Regions from separate parts of the Canis lupus genome. Here region 1 is linked to region 2. The links are chromatin contacts, called in public Hi-C maps. All regions are on one chromosome and are shown on one strand. The core of a region is the stretch at or near the end of the contact, and the rest is flanking DNA. Distances in the headings are between cores, read along the strand shown. Region 1 holds the start of MORC3 (MORC family CW-type zinc finger protein 3). Region 2 overlaps DOP1B (protein dopey-2).

What was found. Hi-C and Micro-C count contacts between places; a contact is called where the count stands out from the background.
Region 1: a Hi-C map of blood shows a contact between it and region 2, with 5 times the contacts expected there. The contact joins the promoter of MORC3 here to the enhancer-like site in region 2. A contact is called at or near these places in 4 of 9 Hi-C or Micro-C datasets (amygdala, blood and liver).

The regions. Positions count from the first base shown.
Region 1 is chr31:31,219,433-31,222,492 of UU_Cfam_GSD_1.0, reverse strand. It overlaps MORC3 (MORC family CW-type zinc finger protein 3), which reads right to left and starts at 1,382. Exons shown (of 17, transcript XM_038581448.1): 1 at 1,232-1,382. The coding sequence starts at 1,270.
Region 2 is chr31:31,184,335-31,187,457 of UU_Cfam_GSD_1.0, reverse strand. It overlaps DOP1B (protein dopey-2), which reads right to left. Exons shown (of 37, transcript XM_038581446.1): 24 at 1,795-1,850; 25 at 256-360; 26 at 93-159. Among named protein-coding and RNA genes, the nearest start is that of MORC3, 35 kb to the left of the region's middle. Within about 2 kb of position 1,862, at least 8 of the 20 cell types and tissues checked have an H3K27ac peak or open chromatin away from gene starts, as enhancers often do. A contact at or near this core is called in blood and liver, where this site is marked.

The DNA of each region.
Region 1 (3,060 bases), core at 133-2,632, 36 kb before region 2:
AGGTCAGACTTTACAATACCTGAGGCTACCTGGAAAGCATTACATCGGCCCAGACTCCCCCAAGCGTGGAAGAGAACCATCAGTATTTAAAGCCAACGGTTAAGAAAAGAATAAAGTTGTCCTCTATATTCAAACTACTAAATACTCAATAAGCCAGTTATGTAACAAAGGACCTTTATTCAGTACAGCTTAGAGAAGGTTTATCGGTCAATAAAGATCTAAGAGAAAATAGAAAAAAGTGGGCAAAGGACACGAATAGATTAAAAAAAAAAAAAAAAAAGAGTTAAATGTGAATAACTTCCAAGGAAATGCAAAAAATACGCCCTGACACATTTCACATTCATCCTACAGGAAAACGGCTAAAAGTGCAACAACACTACCAGGTGTGGAAGAAGTCACAGGGCAATGCACCATTTTTTAAAGCGACGGTATCCCCACCGGATGGTTCCATTTTTAACGATTCTCCGGCGGGGGCTCCGGGGTTAACCCCGAACCCCCGGAGGAAGACGAGGTCAGCACTTCTGCATGAACCGCCAGCAACTTGCTTAAAGGATAATCAGGTGCGAAGGCCACGCCCACGTTTTCCGAGGTGGGGTTGTAACTCCTCGAAGTGCGACGTTAAGACTCGTGCACACTAGGAAGGCGGGCGGGGGACGGGGGGGCCTCCAAGGGCGCCCCGGGGCAGACCCGACGGGGGAGCCCGGGCCTCGCCGGAGGGCAGCGCGCGGCGCTGGGGACGCGCGGGGAAGAGCCGCCGCAACGCGCCGCGCCGCCCGGAGGTCAAGGCCGCCCGGCGCCTCCGGCCGCGCCCCGCCGCTCGCGCTCCCCGCTCCGGGCAGCCCCGCGGGCCCGCAGGCCGGGTGGGTCGGGGCCCCCGCGGGCCGGGCGGCGGGCGGCGGGCGGCGCGGCCGCCGAGGCCTCGCCCTCGCCCTCCCACGACAGCTGCGCGGCAGCCAGGAAGGAGCCGGGAGGAGGGGCCGCGGCCCCGGCCCGCCCCGAAGCCGCGGGGGCAAAACAGAAACCGAGCGCGGAGGGCGCGGGGCGCAGCCCGGCCCTGCCCGCCGCCGAGCCGCTCCGCCGACGGCAGCGCGATGGCCGCCCCTTCCCCCGGCCCCGCCGCGGCCCCAGCCGCCGCGCCGACGAGCCGCCGCCGCCCACTCGGCCCCCCCTCGCTTGCCCGCCTGCCCGCCCTCCTGGGACACGGCCCGCTCCACCCCTCGCGGCTGCTCACCGCGCTGAGGCGGATCCCGCTGGGTGGCTGCGCCGCCATCTTGAGCGAGCTACAAAGCCAGGACCGGCCTCGGCCGCAACCCGACTGGGAGGCGGCCGGGACGACTGTGGGGCCCGCTGGGCCCGCCCACTTCCGGGGCGGGGCGCGCGGCGGCCCCGCCCCCCCCACTTCCGCCTCAGGCACAGTTGTATTAGCAGGGCGGCGGCGGCGGCGGCGGCGGCGGTGCAGGGGGGCGGGGGGGAGCGGGGAGCGAGCGGCGCGGCTGCGGGAGGAACTGGGGAGCAGCGTTGGGCCCTGCGGGGCAAGGGCGCATGCGTGAGGCCGGCGGGCGCGAGGGGGTCACGGCGTGACCTGGACTTGACACCTGGAGGGTCCGGAGTTCCGAGCCCCGAAAGGTGTCCTCAGTGGGGGAGGGGGGGGGAGCCATCCCTTGCCCACCTGTGTCAATGTGATTTGAAACCTTGTTAACCAAGAAATTTTTAAAAAATAATAGCACTGGGGGTTATTCTGTATGTTAGTAAATTGAACACCAATAAAAAATAAATTAAAAAATAATAATAATAATAAACTTAAAAAAAAAAAGAAGAAGAAGAAACCCTGTTAACGAAAAGTGTAGATTTTGTGCATTTTGGGTTCGCGCTGGAAGTCCCCATCCTCGGTCCTGGGGAAGAGGCCTTCCGCTCATGCACACTTAGGGTCGACGTGCAGCCGGGTATTGGGCTAAGCGAGTAGGATGCAGAACCCAGTCTAGGGCTGTTTCCCACTGCAGGGAAGACAGGATGATGGAAAGGCTTTTTGTTTGTTTTTTTTAAATGCCCATTTTGGGCTTTTTGCTTTTTGTTTTTTCCTTTTATCTCTTTATTTGTCCTGATTTTTTGGGGGGAAGTTTAAGCACATGTTAGGCCTCCAACACTGGTTTTTGTTTCATTTATTTATTTATTTATTTATTTATTTATTTATTACTAAAAAAGCCAAACCACTTAACAGATTTCTCCCACCCACTCTCCACCTATTGCATTTTTTACTGTGATAAAACTTTTTTGATGACTTTATTTATTTATTTGACTGAGAGACTGAAAGAGCACAAGCACTGGGAGTGGGAGAGGGAGAGGAAGAAATAGGCTCCCCGCTGAGCAGGGAGCCTTAGGTGGGACTGGATCCCAGGGCCCTGGGATCATGACCTGAGCCAGCCAGCGGTAAGAATTCAAATAATATGGAAATATAAAACATGAAATTTACCCCCAATCTCTTCACGAGAACATATAAACAATTTGTTATACATTAATCTAGCCTATATGCTAAATTATTATTTCCAATTCAGATGGTCTCCCCACTTGCCATAATTCTGCTTAGGATTTGTCATTTTTACCATGGTGTAGAAATGATATGCATTCTGTAGAAAATGTACTTGGGGGGTGCTTGGGTGGCTCACTTGGTTAAGGGCCTGCTTTTGGCTCAGGTCATGATCTTTGAGTCCTGGGATTGATCTGAGTCCTGGGATTGAGCCCTGCATTCTGCTCCCTGCTCAGCATGGAGTCTGTTTCTTCCTCTCCCTCTGCCCCTCCCCCTGCTTGTGTGTTTTTTCTCTCTCTCTGTACTCTCTCTCAAATAAATAAATGCAATATTAAAAAGAAAAGAAAAGGAAAGAAGAAAGAAAGAAAGGAAGGAAGGAAAGAAAGAAAGAAAAAGAAAGAAAGAAAAAAGAAAGAAAGAAAGAAAGAAAGAAAGAAAGAAAGAAAGAAAGAAAGAAAGAAAGAAGAAGAAAGAAAAGAAAGAAACTGTAATTGGAATTTTGAATTTTGCTCTTTGGCTTGTGTGAAAATTAATAA
Region 2 (3,123 bases), core at 613-3,112:
ATCCTGCACAGTGCTGACATTCCCCCAGCACCTCCTCTAAAGGCGGGCACTATTCCTGGAACAGTTGCATCTGCTAGACTCTGTACACAGACCTGCAGGTCTTTTTGGTCCTTCTTGCTTTCCACGTTGGGAGTTCTCGTCACGAAGTCATTGAGCATGCTGTTGGGAGACAATCAGCGTCAGACTAGGAGCGCTGCAGAAACAAGGTACCTTGGGGCAGAATAACACGGTGACCGGACTGGTGGGCCACAATACCTGAGAAGTAGAAAGTATCCGGGGGGAGCGAGATTCAACTGTACAGATTCCTTTAACACGCCCAACAATGAAGGAAAGTTCTCCTGCAAGGCTGTCACTGGGAGCCTATTTAAAAAAAAAAAAAAAGGAAAAAGGAAAAAAAAAAAAAAAAAAACCCACCCAACTGTGAACATGTGAACAAGTTAAAACACGTTATCATGAGCACATTTCAGATCCAGGCAGTTGGAAAGCAGAGGGAAGATGGCATATCTGACTAACTTGTTTGTTCTTTTCTAAGTTAAAATAATGCACAAGCTAAATTTTTGTATTCTGGCAAGAACTTGGGAGCCTGGAGACTAGAAAGCCTGCTGCTGACAAGTCAGATGCTCCTGGTTTCCGGTCTATCAGAGAAAGGCCTCAAACCAGAGGGCTTCTGATCCCTTGGATCTGTCTGGCTTGCATATCTGGCCTCCCCAGTGTTGTTGGTACCGGAGTCAGTCCTTGGGTCACATCACAAGGTCCCCCACCAGGAAGCTGATCCTGGGCAGCTTTCCAGACGAGGCCCGCATAGTACAATATGCTGCGGCTTAGCCACAGCCCGAGGGCCCCGGGTTCAAGTCCTGGTGCTTGATGTACTGCCTCCTGAGTGACACTGGCAGTGCCTCCTCTGCAAGAGGAGGAGGGTAAAAACCTAACGTGCAGCTGTTCCGAGAGCTCCCGTGTCACTCAGACCGCTGCAACAGACGCTTGCTAGCATCACGATGCATGGCAGCTCTCACCAGGAGAGATGTGTGATCAGCTCTTTAACTCCTGGAAAAAGAACTGGGGCGATGCTTGTGGGTGAAGCATCAACAGCTGGTCCAAACTAGAGCCCAGAGCCAGGGACTGCAGGGATTATGACTCTCTCTACCTACCCTCCTGCAACCTCAGGGCATGGGGAGTTGGAAGAAGCATGAAATGGGAACTGGGCTAACCAAGGAGCTTGTCCCTGGTTGTCAGATTGCCTGATTGTGTAACTCCACACCCGTGAGGATTTGGAGACTTCCCTGAGAAGGGGCTTCTGCCCCCCACCTGCCCCTAGTTACTGCAACAGAGACGGCCCTGGATGGTGGAGGCCTGCGAGCTGCACCTGGATGTGCCCGTGTCAGACCCAAGAGCCCAGGAAGGCTTCCTCTCTACTGTGGAGAACCACATGGGGGCTCTGCCTCACTGCCTCCTGCAGCAGAGGCTCCAGAAAAGTGCCAGTAAGCTCAGGACACCCCAGCAGAAGCCACGGGAAGGTGCTGGGGACAGCACCCAAAAGAATCATTTTTCCTTTTTCTAAAAGAAGTCTTCAACACGTTCAACACTGAACATAAAACATTCAACGTACAGCACTGGGACAAAGTGAGATCAGATCTCTGCAAAAGAAGTAAGAGCATCAGGGCATTCTCTCTCCTCAGGAGGAAAGTAAGACACCGTCACGGTATTTTCTCCAGGGGTCAAGTACAACCAGGGTTCTGCTTGGAATCCCTGCAAGAGCATCTCTAATTGAGAAGCCTTTGGGAAGGGCTGCATTACCTCTGGATGAAAGCGTAGCAAAACTGCAACACAGGGATATCCACAAGGGGCGCTTTCTGAAAACAAAAGTGAAACCAGTTACTCCAGGTTGGTAGGAAATGAAGTTAGAAGAAGAATCACAAGAGAAAATGAAACTGTCTCATAAAGCAAAGGGTTTTAGCCTGAGCTTTTCAAATACAGTAACACCCATGACCCCATCCCCACCCCCCCCAGCATAACAAAACAAACGTATGCTATGAGGTCCCCAAACATGACTGTCCCTCTTAGCAGACTTCCCCGGGAGAGTCCACACCAGGCTTTTAATAAATATTCAGGGAAAATGTGGCATCGTAGCTGAACTTCCCTAAACAAGGTGGTGGCCTGTTGACCCTCATGAGGGTGTGCAATTGGCTACAGACAACAGATGATAAAAACTTTTAATTCTTAGCTCAAGGAATTCCCTTAAACTCAGACCAGACAACTTCCCTGAATCCCAAGTGGCTGCAACTACTTAGAAACTGGCTTTGAAAATTTTCCCCCTTCCTTGCTTATAAAAAGCTGTTTGTAGAAATTATACAAGTTGAGCTAATTAAACGAGTTGTGAAACACAATTCTGTTACTCAAACAGCCAAAAACCAGCCAGCCAGATGAGATCTAGTGTGTGTGTGTTTGTTTTTTCAGCCCAGGAGTGGCAGATATTTGTAGAAATTCAAGTGATGTGAAGGAACAAAACTAGAACTGTCTGCTGTGCATAGAAAACCTGTCGCAGAGGCTCCTCCTGGCGGACAGCTCACTCCGGCTCTGCTCATAGGAAGTGACCACCAGTGTGCAGGGTCACTTTCCTGACACTTGAGACTTGTTCAGGGTTATAAAATGTGAAGTCACCAAGAATCTGATGGCTCTTTCACCCCTGCTCCTCTCTTCGGGGTTGACTACTTTAATTTTTATGTGCAAGAGTGAAGGCAGCAAGACTATACCCGGCATTCGCGGGAGGCCCGACAAATGCCATGGATGTCACCCCTGTGCATTTTACATCCGATTCCTTGTGCTTCAGCAGTTCCATAATCTGGCCTCATGGTGTTAATTTTTAGGCTGGCTTATCTTCTTTTCCCCATTAGAAGAGAGCTGACTGAGGGCAGTAGGAGTTTCACTATTTAGGACCCCTTACCACTGAAGCACGTAGCTGATTTTCATTTCTGGAATGATAAAGGACCAGGGCCCTGAACACACTGGCTGGGGAGGAGCCCTAATAGGCCTTCTTAGCACAGACGTGTCTGTAGAGGCTCCCCTGTGCCATGTACCAGCTATAAAAATGGCTAAAGAAATTCTTGGCCAGTTTTCCCACTTATA